Linked DNA regions of Mus musculus: regions 1 and 3 are each linked to region 2. The links are chromatin contacts, called in public promoter capture Hi-C maps. All regions are on one chromosome and are shown on one strand. Each heading gives the region's core, a stretch centred on a gene start, on an enhancer-like site or on the middle of the called end of the contact. The rest is flanking DNA. Distances are from core to core; before and after follow the strand shown.

Region 1 (4,296 bases), core at 87-2,586, 2.1 Mb before region 2:
CATCGATCTTGCCAGTTCAAACAGATGAAAACTCCCTTAATTTGATGGAGGACTTGTGGACGTCCAATACTGTCCGCCACACAGTACTCACATCCTGCTATAAACCCATCTTTACTGATGCGGACGGATAAAAATGCAGTGATTACTGCACCAACACAAATCAAAATGTTTCCCTCAGTAGAGTGTTTCTATCACATCTAAGTAGGATATTCCAAAAAAAAAAAAGTAATGCCAGTGAAATCGTTTATAGCTAGTTTCCAACTTATTTCGTGTGGAATCATTGATATGCATATTTTAAAAATCAAGCAGGAGGAATTAGGACCACTGTGGGGCATAATTAGAAATGAATACCGCCTAAAAACAAACCAGAACTGAAGTTTCATGCCTTTAACTATATCGTGGCCAACAACTAAAAATATCTAATTAGCTCAAAATCAAAGTTACTTGTGTGCGCTCTGTATGACTTAATTTCTTCACAGAAGAATCAATACCTTTATTGACTCCGGGTCCTACACCCAACCAATTTGTTAATCTCTGTGTCCCAGAATAACCCCCGCCCAAATAACAACAGTCTGCCCCTGTGAGTTGCCTCAGAGTTAAACACGTAAATCTAACTCTTTTTCCTCTTATCTCCTCCTAAAAGACATTCACTCTACCTCTCGGAAACCCACGCAAAGCGCCTCCAAAAAAAGTCTCGTCCACCCGACATTCTAGCTGTATTCATTCCATTTCCAGCCAGGTAAACCGAGAGCCAAAGGAAGCGAGCCCACAAAACTGCAAACTCAGAAAAGCCACAGAAGAAACCGAGAAGGCACCAGAGGGCGGGGCCCGCCTGTCACCTTCTGGGAGCCGGGGGATCACTGCCACGCCCCTCCCTCACCTCGATCTCACGGATGTTGTTGGAGGTGACGAAGATGCCGATGCCGATGGGGATGAAGATGAGGCCGATGATGAAGAAGGTGGGCAGCACCGTGCCGGCCGTGAGGATGGGCTGCCAGGCGGGTAGCCGTTGCTGTTTGAAGGCCGTGTTATCCGGCCTCCGGGTCTTGGCGGCGCCCCCGGGAGGACCCGCGGGCCCGCCGTCCACCTCATCCTTCGCGCTATAGTTCATCGCCATCGGCCCCCGGGCTTCGGCTCGGCCACGTCCAGCTGGGCCGCCCAGGGGACTTGCGTGCCGCCGACCCTGACAGGAGACGCGCAGTCACCGCTGCCGCTACCGCCTCCGCCACCCGCGCCGCCACCGGGGAGGCGGAAGAGGCGGGACACGCTTCTGCGGCCGGCCGCTGACCGGAAGCGGGCGTCTTTAGGAGACGCCCCAGGGAGGGAGAGAGAGGAAATGGGGAGATGATTGAGGGACGAGGGGAGGGGAGGGGGAGGAGGATGGAAGGGGGAGGAAAAAGACGGACGCACCCTGATCATCTGCCCTGTGACGACAAAGTGAGGGCTTTAGGCCGGGCGCGCGGCTACGTGAGCGCATGCGCGGCCCGGAGCGACGTCTGCGCACTAGGACGGTAGCGTCTTCGCTTCCCCGGGAGGACGCTTCTGTTGGCGCACACTTCCTGTTGTGGTTATCATGGAGACTTCTGGAGCCGTCAGGTCGGACTCGGTGACCTGGGCTACCTGTAATTTCGGCGCCGGGTTGACTTTTCTTATGACGCCTACGCCTCTTCTGAAGGGAGTTGTAGCGTCCTGGAGTCCACATGTTTAAAAGGATGCAGATCCCTATTGAATTTTAACTCGCCACTCAGTGTGCCTCTATGAATTTAAGTGAGGTATAACATGCGACCCATTTGATATAATAATAATAATAATGATGATGATGATGATGATGCAACCTAGTTTAGCCCTAATCCCTCGCTTCTGATCGATTTTCATTTATTTTTCTGTCTACTTCACATTGGTTTGGGAAGGTTATTGTAAAACATGACAGTGATTCTTTTTTTTTAAACTTGGTAATCAAAAACCAGAACATAATACCACTTGTTTAAAAAGGGGTATTAGTTTTAACCTGCCAAGGAAATTCTCGTTGAGACTATGTGTAATGTCAGCCCTTGAAAGGTAAAGGCAGAGTAATTGAAATTACAAGGCCAGTCTGAGCTACTTAAGAGGCCAGCAGGAAATCCATAGAGAACCTGTCTCAATAAATAAACAATAATTAGTAACTCAAAGACACCAAAGCAGTACAGAGAATACAAAGTGTAGAATTCAACTATAAAGCGTAAGATGCTAACCTCCATTGATTGACTGTAGGCAGGATTTTTTCTTTTCTATATTTTACAAATTTTCTTTTATAAGTGTGTAATTTTGCAAATTTACAAAAAAAATGATTATATAGCATCTACATTTTGAAATTGTGTTTGAAATCCAGACTATCTGACAGTACCTACTTTTAAAAAGTCTTTGTCTACAGTTTTGACTTGCTCCAGTATGTTCTTCTGTGATCTTGGATTTCCCGGCCCCGGGTTTTCCAGACAGGGTTTCTCTGTGTAGACCAGGCTCCCCTCAAACTTGTATAAATCCTCTTGCCTCCTGGGTGTTGTAATTAAAGGCCTGGGCCACCACAGCCTAGCTGATCTCAAATTCTTAAGGCCTCTAGAATCCTTAGGTTTGTATCTTGCTTTAGCAGCCTAAGTTTACCTTCAACCCCATTCAAATGGAAAAGAGTCTGTCATAGAGAGGCTTAGCCTGTTGTCTTAAACGTTCTGTTGGGTAAAATGTTCATCACAGTGTTGGGGATAATCATGGAGTCCTTTTTCTTTCTTTTTCCCCACTCCTGTTTAGATTATCACAGTTAGATGTGTTAGTTCCTTTATTTCTACTCTAGAACTCGGTTTAAATAGTGCTACAACTGAACCTTCAACATACAATTGAAAATATTCAGGGGAAAAAATTGCTTCTGAGCTAGTAAACACGGAGACAATTTCTCATCATTATCTTTTAAGTGGTTATTTCCATTGTACTAAGCAGTATAAATAATATAATCAGGAGACAGTTTGAAGGGTGTGGGGGAGATACATAGGTCATTTACAAGAGCTGCATTTTGTATAAGAGATTTGAGCACCTGAGGTTGTATCCACAAGTTTCTGGGACCTCTCCAGGATGCTGCAAGACACCTTAGTTTGCTTTAAAGCTTTGTTGCTGTTGTTGCAGGAGCAGTGATCTGATGGTTCTTGGTGTGCTTACCTACTTCCTGTTTCCTTTGGTTTGCTCAGAGCAAAGATTAACTGTCTCAGTTTTACTAAAAACTTCACTGGGGACTGGGTGATGATTACACACATTTCCTCCCAGCACTCCAGAGGCGGAGGCAGACAGATTTCTGTGAATTCAAGGCCAGTCTGGTCTATGTGAATTCCAGGACAGCCAGAGCTACACAATAAGTCCTTGTCTCAAAAGGTATCCTTTTTGTTTGTTTGTTTATTTGTTTTTGTTTTTGTTTTTCGAGACAGGTTTTCTCTGTGTAGCCCTGGCTGTCCTGGAACTTACTCTGTAGACCAGGCTGGCCTCGAACTCAGAAATCTGCCTGCCTCTGCCTCCTGAGTGCTGGGATTAAAGGTGTGCACCACCACACCCAGCCTTGTGTGACATTTCTTAATGCTATCAGATCAATAATCTGAAATGTATGTTTCATATAGTTTTCATTTTTTAGTTCAGTTACTACATTATGCCACTATGTCAGAAAGGAAGAAGAAGGAGAAGGAGAAGGAGAAGAAGAAGAACTTTGATAAATTAAGGAATGGAGAAAAGAAACCTAAAACAGTTGTTTTACTATTTGGCCAAAGTTCACACAGGTTTGTATGTCAGGCTCCTTCAGTACCTCAAGCTGCTTTAGTTCTCTATCATCTAAGCATACCCAAGGGTTTGTTTGAGTCTACAGCTTAATATTGCCTAGGAAAGTTAAACCTGAGAGCCACAGTTCTTAGAACATACCCTCACCCAAGACGTAGTTTCTTTGTGTAGCCCTGGCTGTCCTGAAACTCTGTGGATCAGGCTCTAAAAATTCAGAGATTAATCTGCCTCAATCTCCTGAGTTCTGGGATTAAGATGTGCTGAGAGAAAGTCCTTAATAATTTGAATACTTTTCAGTATCCTTTTGTTCCACTCCCATTCAGTTAGAGACTTCAGTGGAATAATATTTAAGGCACACCTAATGATTTTTAGAAGGGCCATGTAGACTTTGTGTGATACATTTAGTCTCCTAAATTATTTATTACACCAGAGAGTCATCTAAACTGGGTTTTAAAACTAAAAAAATTAAACATTAATCTTTTGTTAGCCAAGTGGTGGTAGCCTATGTCT
Region 2 (4,639 bases), core at 1,342-3,841:
CTAGACTGCAAAATCATTGAGAACAATGGCTCTCTCTTACTCATAATTAGTATTTATATAAATGTTTTTGGAACTTTTGAATTAAAAAAGAGCCATTAATATTTTTTTATAAAATAAAAACATGATTTTCTAACAGGACAGCTTATTATTTTCTTTCTTTTTTTTTTTTTTTTAAAGATTTATTTATTTATTATATGTAAGTACACTGTAGCTGTCCTCAGACACTCCAGAAGAGGGCGTCAGATCTTGTTACAGATGGTTGTGAGCCACCATGTGGTTGCTGGGATTTGAACTCTGGACCTTCGGAAGAGCAGTCGGGTGCTCTTACCCACTGAGCCATCTCACCAGCCCTATTATTTTCTTTATAATGTATAGTATAACATACTATAAACTGTTTGTCAATCCTTCCTTTCTCCCATGTGGCTTCCGAAGACGGCGCCTTAGGTTGTCAGACTTAGAGGCAAATGCATTTACCTGCTGAGACATCACAGCAGTGCGTTGACTATATTTTGAACTCAGTTTACTCTATAGTGGATTTTAACTATCAATAAGGTAGTAGATTCAGCATCTAAGATTATACATTTTGTGAAGATCTTTTCCTTTCGTTTTATTTCAATACTCCAAATTTATAGAAAGATGCTGAGACCAAGGAGCCAGAGGTCCTTGGTAGACAGACAGATGAGAAAAGGGACTACCAGTCAGTAATAGAAAGACAAATTTCCGGTTTCTTTCATACTTTCACACTTGGCAGTGACACCCTCTCCACTCTTGATTGATATGTTGAAGGTGTTCAGATAAGGTCAAGACTGTCCCTGAACATGATTATCTGAATCTTTGGGGCAATTATCAGCCCCCCCCCTTTTTTTTTCCTAAGCTGACCACCATGAAATGAGAGAAGGGGGAACTATCTCAGGTCACCAAAACCCAGCTCTATGGATGAAAATCAGATCCTAGTATGAAGGTCTTCTTCAAATTTGTGGGGTTTCTTTCTCTGTACTTTGCTTGCTTATTATGTGTATGCCTGTTTCTTCACTTTCCATAAAGCTTGTCATTTAACCTTATACATATCTTTATCTATAAAGGATATCTGTACATATTCTTAGAAAAATGGGTTAGTCACAGTCCCATCGACAGACTGTGACATTAAAAATGACTCTAAAATCACTCAGAATTAAATGTAAAACATAAATAGAGTCCATTACTTTATTCAAAGAGCATGTATTTGATTGATCACTTTGTGTTTCATTAGTCTTGAGTGAGTCAAAAACTTGTATAATTTTCTTAAAACGTTTCTTTTTCTGCTATGTATTCTAAAGCATCTTTAACCATCTGAAGATGTTCAAAGAAAACTATTGAGGTTGTTGAAATCATTAGGTCTTTACATTTAGGTGGTAAATAGTTAAAACTACCTCTGGGCTTTCGTTCAGGATTTCAGTGGCTGTGCTGTATTTGGTAATTGCTACCCATTTGTTTTAACTATTAGACTGAGTGCTCTGTCTTGTATGGAGTTGTAATCAGGTCTTGACCAGTAATCAAGGCTGTAACTGGCACGTAACAGCTCAATTTTCTCAATAAATGTATGAGGGGAATTGAAATAGAATATCATACTATTTATCAACGCAAACACAACTTTTCTACATCACTCCTACTTGACTGTTCATTATCTTGAAATGAACTTGGATGGTTTGATTTTACATTACTCAAAGAAGAGCAGTGAGCACAGTAGAGCACTCACAGTGTTCATCACCTTAGCAGTCACAATAACCCGAGTTTAGTTTGCATGAAAGCACCGTTGCAAGATTAACGAAAGCTATATTAAATTACATTATAGTTAAAATTATTGACTTTCTTAAACACATGGATAGAACAATGAAGCTTAACATTTCCAAGACATTTGCAATAACTGACTAGATGCAAGCACTTGCCTTAATAAAGGGTCATTTACGTAGGAGAATGAGCTGTGCAGACCCCCCAGATATAATATTTGGTAATTTATCCTATACAATTGTTGAAACCTTTAACTATTAGCAAATTAGCACATTGTTAGTAAAGTCTACATAAGTGACTTCCGAATGCTTAGAATCTCCTTTGCATTTTAATTTCTGAGAAATTTCAGTACGTGAGGCAAAAAATTACTTAAAATCCTAGATGAAGATATGACAGGTGGACAAATGAGAAACATAGCGCTTCCTCCCGCAGGAAGCAAAGATTTTAAAACCATCTTTGGAAACAAGCCAACAAATGAACCCAAAGAATCTGTTTTCCCGACTGTTCCCATGTAGGACAGGAGTTGGCACAACAGAAGCTTTCCTGAAACTTTTCCTTTTTTTCAAGCCCCGTGAGTCTCTCCTTAGAAACCAAATCAGCCTTTCAGGAGAGGAGCTGCAGGCAGTCCTAGACTATTTTGAACTATTTTGCAGAAGAAAGGAAGATGCAGGAAACACCTGCCTAGTCCAGCCAAACCGGCTAACCGCTCCTCGCCGAGCCCGCCCGAGCCCGCCGGAGCCCCTCCCAAGCCCCTCCGAGGAGAGTGGCGCAGAGGCTTCTGGGACTTGTGGTCTCCGCGGGCCTCCCTCTTGATTGGCACTGGAAGAAAGCCGGGAGGAGTGGCGCTCTGGGCTCTGGCGCCTACCTGCGGGCTGCGCTTGCATCAGCGTGCATGGCCGGGAATACTGGCCCCCGAGCTTCCCCCGCCGCCTGAGGGCGTCCTTCCTTCTCAGGAACCCCAGGCTTGTGTAGCATCTGCCTGCTCTCTGTACTCTCGGGCCCCGGGTCCCCTCAAGCAGCGCACGCTCTCAGGTGCTGTGGCTTGGGGTTCCTTGTCGCGCCCTTTGCGGAGGTAGGTCGCCTCACGCGTGGGGAGGGGCATTTCTTTACCTGATAAGTAGGTCGCGCCTGGAGCCTCAGAAACTTGGGCGGGCAAAGCGTGTGTTCTGTGGTGTGTTCTACACCTTAGAGTCTGTGCAAGCCTGCCTTCACTCTAGAGGTGGCTTCTGAGGTTTCCTGGAGGAAAGGGTGGTTTTGGGGGACCGTAGGCACTTGTTGATCTGATCTTTTATTGAGCAAGTACACACCCAGAGGAACTGCAGAAAGTGTTGGGGGTGTTAAAAGTGGGACGGGTGCGGTTTTCTTGGGATCTGACAAGCATGTGCTGGTACATGAGGTAGAGATAAAAATCATTCTTGGAAGAGCTAGGTTGTGGTGAGATATGCAACAGATCAGAGGAGCAGGGCCAGAAGTGGAGTCTCCATTACGGAGGAAGAAGCCAGTGAGGGTTTGGTGAATCTGGAATGTCCAAAGTAGCAGAAAGTCAATAATTTGAAGTGAATTAAATAAAGCCTTGAATAGCTTTATAGTCTGCAATTACATATTTAGAGGATTAAAGTCCCACCAGGAACCACAGAAAATACATTAGTATGTCGATATTCACAGAATATAAATATGAAATTCATAAGAATTTCATAACTTGGATTCTTCATCAACTGGAATTTATTATTTTTTTTTCTGTATCTTTTGGATTTTTGAGACAAGGTTTCACTTTGTAGGATGGCCTTGCCTCCTGCTCTCAAGACTAATGGCAATATGTATGCCTCAGACTTGCAAATGCTGGGATTAAAATGTGAACCACCAAGTCTGAATATATCAGGTTACTTCCAATTAGCAAACTTTTTATCAAATTCATTACATACATTCTGATCAATTTTGGCTTGTTTATATTACTTTTTCCTGCTTAGAATTATATGATTTTTGGTATATCTTGTGACTACAGTAATGACATTCACAAATTGACATCCACTATTTTACTTTCCATTGTTATAGCTTACAGCTTCTGTGAGGGCCTTAGGTTAAACACAATGTCTTTGTATATGTCAGTAAACCACAAAATTTACAATTCAGTCGTAAAATTTGGACATGAAGACCAGGAGCACAGATTTGTGACTGAGTATTTTTTTAAAATTTTTTTTTTCATGAAAGTAGCAATGTTTGGAATCAGATATTTGAAACCAATATTATGGAATTCTTGTTAAAAACATAGTATTAATTTATCCCATGGTTTATTATATCAAAGAAATTAGAAGTCTAGTGTATTCTAGGTTTCATGATATATGTGAATGGCAGGTATATGTTAAGTTCTGCTGTATGAAAATACTTGAAGCCAAAAGTCACAGCGCCAATTTAATAGGCATATTAACCCAAATCATTTGAAGCATTCGTGAGATAAACATACTTAATGATTGTATTGTGCATAATGTTTTGAAGGATTTGAGATTTAGAAAGCTAAAGGGTTATAAAGACAGAAGATGTTAATGTGCTGAAGAGAAAGTAGGTACGTTTTTAGACACTGGGATGTAATCAGGGCAGCATCACTAAGTGTTTTAAGAATAGGTTTAGAGTGTCAGCTACAGCAACGGGAAGAAATAGCATTGAGGATTTGTCAGTTTTGTCACTTGTAACAATGGCAAGAACACTCAGGTACTGTGGGAGTATTGAAAACTCCCCTTTAAAAAAATCTAATAATTTTAAAGATTTTGTAAATGTACATTTTATCTAAGCACACTTCACTTCATACCTCTTTACTGTTCCTTTTCATGTCCTGCCCCCTCTCACTAGTATGCTTTGCTCTCCTAGACAGTTTTAG
Region 3 (4,229 bases), core at 200-2,699, 2.1 Mb before region 2:
GAGAGCCTCTAAGAAGCAGATCCTCTGGACTTACTCTACCGTGCCAGCTCTGTTACAATTAACAATCACATAGAACACTTCAGTACCTGAAACAGCTTTTGTTTCTCTGGAACCTTGTTTTCAAAATGCCTTCGTGAAGTGGTGCTGATGGTCCTCTGGGCAATCTGACGAAGGGCCTGAAACAGAAAATTCACATGCATCGAACAAGACCTAAGAGTCCAAAGAAACCTGTAAAGGCAACTTCCAACCCTTCACACTGAAAGGAAGCTGAGATTTAAAGCATTATCGAACTTGTCAGTACTATCCAAGACTAGCATCCAGATTTTCTACATGTTGTCTATTCTCTGCTCTGTGCTTCATGTTACATATCATAGTCTTCAGAAACCATGACCTATATATAACCTGTGCCTGAAATTAATCAGTAGTATTTTATAGAACAAAACATGCTGATATACAGAAAAATAAATGATATAGACATCTTATAAGTTCTAACATTTTCATTTAATATTTGCCTATGTCAAAAATCTATTCCTGGCAGGGTAGTGGAGGCTCAAGACTTTAATCGCAGCACTAGGGAGGCAGAGGCCATGCTAGTCTACAGATTTAGTTCCAGGATAGCCAAGGCACTGAAAAATTACTTTGCAGTGGAGGGCACATGCTAGAACACTCCTGGACATCTAAGAAAAATGTAATTGGTGTTAAGTCTTAATTGTGTTAAACGATTACAAAATAAAATCAAAACACACCTTTTTAAATTTTGGAGAAATATTCACCAAGTGTTAAAGGTAATTCTGAATCGTCATTACACTTCAATCATGAAACCCATTAAATCCCAACTAAAACTGTACAATTTAGTTCTTTGGCTTACTTCTTTGAATCAGGTAAAATTTTATCTTTTCACTATGATACAAAACAAAATGACAACAAAAAGCCACCTTCCACCTAGGTTTTCCAGGTGTCCAAGATCCCCCCACTGGAGCCTACGTCAGAGCTACAGTCATAGCCATAAGCAACGGTAAGCTGTAGTGACCAAGAACCAAATGCGATCCTGCTCTTCCCTCTACGACTACCCAGAAACAGCCAGGGGCGAGTGGACGGAAGGTCAGGGAAAAGGACGCGCGGCCAAGGTGACTCCGGCTGCTGTCTTCTGCCACATTTCCAGCACGCCTTTCTGTCAGGATGCCTGACCCTCCGCCCCGACACTCCAGTACCAGCCAAACCCCCAAAGCTACCTACCAGCAGATTCCGCAACATCTTGGCTCGGTTGTTACCCACCAACCGCGACTACTGAACGCCAAAAATCGAAAGCCACCAGACCGGAAACGGAACTCCCTCCTAGCGCTGCGCGCGCGTCGAGCAAGAGGGCTCGTTCCGGGAAGAGGAGGGGCTCGCGCTCCCGACCATAGAGAGCGGAAGGCGAGCCAGAGCGACTTCTCGCAGCGGCCCGTCTAGCCTCCGGACCTCCGAAGCTATCCTTACCACTTGGCTCCGCCCTGCCGCGCCTGCCGCCGGACCCAGAATCACAATGGAAAGCAAACGCCACCCGCAATGGAGAGGCGTGAAGTCTTGCAGCCCTCTTCATACGCTCTGGTGAAGTCAGTGGACAACCAGACTACCCGGAAAGTAGCTTGTCTTGTGAGAAGGCTTTGAGCCATTGTTTACAGTCTGAAGGAACAATGGATGTCAAAGCTACGTCGTACAAGCTTAAATATTCAAAAGCTCCTCTTAATACGGATAGAGTCCAGTTTTAGGGTTTGTCTTCCACAGATGAAAGTGGGAGGCGTTAGTCTTTGTGCTGAGATCATATAGGAACGACCGATGTTGGCATCCACAGGTATGCCAACCTGTGGATCTTCTGCTAAACTCCTTGTGCTGGAAGCTCTTCCTGTGTCCCCAGACTGGAACTGGCTGACTTCGTTATTGAGTCTGGGAAAACGCTGAAAAGAGGGGAATACATTTTTAAATCCACGTTCAACACAAATATCGACTGTGTCGTGCTTTCTCAGATCCGCAGCACATTTCACTCCTGGATGGAGCTGTCAGAAGTGCGCGTATTTTACAGATAGGCTGTTAGCATTTTGCATCAGTCTTGCATAACTATTCCTCCTTACAACTGCCTTTATTCTTCTGCACACTAATGTACAAGTAAAAATAATCTACTCAACAATACAAATGTCTTTCCACCCTTTTGCAAACTCAGAAACGACTTCATTGCCATTTCAGGTAAAAGCTAATGATAAACGGGTTCCACAGTGTTGCGTGAATAAAAACTGGTAATGCTTAATTCCTTCAAATCTTGGGGTACTTTTTTCTTCATAACCTACTGTACCCCCAACACAGTCTAAATTTTCTTCCTTACCAAGTTTATAAACACCCATTATAACTGACTTTTTTTCTACCACCTCTTAATTATTCAATGTACCATCGAGCATAATTACCAACAGCTGGGGATGGGGAGTTTTGTTTTTTTTTTTTTTTTGTTTTGTTTTTTACATTTATTGTCTGTAATTGGAATTCGTTAAAGTTTGTGCTGCTGTCGCTGTTTCACCACAGGATATAAGTTTTCCCAGAACCGACTGTATACTTACCATTCCCCTAACACTAATAAAAATGGGCCTACTAGGGGGGCTGGTGAGATGGCTCAACGGGTAAGAGCGCTGACTGCTCTTCTGAAGGTCCTAAGTTCAAATCCCAGCAACCACATGGTGGCTCACAACCACCCATAATGAGATCTGATTACCTCTTCTGGTGTGTCTGAAGTCAGCTACTTACATATAATAATAAGTAAATCTTAGAAAAAAATAGGCCTACTAACCAACACTAAGTGCATACTGTTTGACATTCCTAGGAATAGTGACTGTCCAAGAAGAACCAAGAGTTTACATTAAAACTACCTATAACAGCGTTGTCACTTAGGGCAGTACAATTTTCTCTTTACTGGACCACTCCATCTACAGACACATTCCATTTTAAAAAGGAAAGGACACATATGAAACAAAACAGTGTTTCTATCCCATTCTCTCCAGAATAAAAGCAGACTTCTGCAACTTGTGTGCCCCTCCTTTTGTGTTAGTCTTTTCCAAAATCACTTCTTAGGCAAGCTTCTGCATTATCAGCCACGGATATCACAGGTGCTCATTCCCCCAGAGTACATTTTAATTTGGAAATAAACTATCAAGGCAAAGGGAGCAACATGAGTGTGGAATGCGAGCCTTTTAAGGAGGTTTCCACACACCACTCTCCTAAGAGTCCTCTTGCACGTTGATCCTTAGTTTCTGCTTGACTCCTCATCCTACCAACACCAAAATTTCAACATACCTTTCCCTAATTCATACTAAACTATTTATACTTTCATTTTTTAATCTCTTAAAGTCTCTGCAATTTCCCCCAAACATTAACATTTTTCTACCAAACCCTACAATCAAATTCTATCTGTACAACTTCAGAATCTTATCTGACCATTTATGATCTGTAACATCACCACTGCAGGCCAAGCCAGCAACATCTTGTGATTTTATTTCTGCAAAAGTCTTAATTTGTTTCGATCTTCATCTTCTGTCACTGTTGTTTCCCATCATCCAGATTTTAAAAAAAAATGCTTGTTAGAAAAAAAAAGGACTCTGTCTACACACATAAAAATCCATTGAACATAAAAGCAAATGAACAAGAACAAATCATCTAATGTGTTGGCTTCATTCCACAACTCTGTCCGTCCCAGGGCTCTTCACTAACTTGTTTCTGCATTCTTAACTGCCATTACTTGGACAGAAAAATTTGGCTTAAATTTGCCTCAATCGATCAGACTTTATTGATTAATCCTAAATTCACTAGAAATTTACTACCAGGTCTCCGAATTTATCCAATGACATAAACTAACTTTCAAAATGGGCTCCTTTCCAAAACATCAGTTTGGGGTTGTTTGCTTTGTTTTTGGTTGTTGTTGTTGTTCTTGTTCTTTATTACAAAATAGTTCTTTGGAAGAACTGCTGACATGAGATTTAACTCCAAATTTTAAAAGTTGAAGTTGCTAGGCTTATTCATTTTATAAGTCCAAGTTTAATGAAGGAATGTGTCTGAAAACTAGAATGTCTAGTGGCCTCACTTCCAGATTATTATTTCCCTTTATTGCGTATCACAGATGGATTGAGGGTTGATCATTTCTTAATATTTCTCTACCAGAAATCGTTGTGGTTGTGGTTTCTATGTTGAAACTTCATTAGCTATTACTG

Evidence for each region. Promoter capture Hi-C pulls out the DNA fragments that hold promoters and counts their contacts.
Region 1: a promoter capture Hi-C map of embryonic stem cells shows a contact between it and region 2, with 5 times the contacts expected there. The contact joins the promoter of Tmem30a here to the promoter of Mei4 in region 2. A contact is called at or near these places in 1 of 39 promoter capture datasets (embryonic stem cells) and 1 of 115 datasets of contacts at active chromatin or transcription factors (astrocytes).
Region 3: a promoter capture Hi-C map of pre-B cells shows a contact between it and region 2. The contact joins the promoter of Cox7a2 here to the promoter of Mei4 in region 2.

Annotation. Positions count from the first base shown.
Region 1 is chr9:79,792,094-79,796,389 of GRCm38.p6, forward strand. Tmem30a (transmembrane protein 30A) reads right to left here and starts at 1,337. Exons shown (of 7, transcript NM_133718.4): 1 at 881-1,337. The coding sequence starts at 1,117. 4930429F24Rik (RIKEN cDNA 4930429F24 gene) reads left to right here and starts at 1,548. Exons shown (of 3, transcript NR_040734.1): 1 at 1,548-1,772; 2 at 3,647-3,792.
Region 2 is chr9:81,861,079-81,865,717 of GRCm38.p6, forward strand. Mei4 (meiotic double-stranded break formation protein 4) reads left to right here and starts at 2,592. Exons shown (of 5, transcript NM_175213.4): 1 at 2,592-2,839.
Region 3 is chr9:79,758,404-79,762,632 of GRCm38.p6, forward strand. Cox7a2 (cytochrome c oxidase subunit 7A2) reads right to left here and starts at 1,450. Exons shown (of 4, transcript NM_009945.3): 1 at 1,237-1,450; 2 at 87-176. The coding sequence starts at 1,254. It also overlaps the pseudogene Gm51685.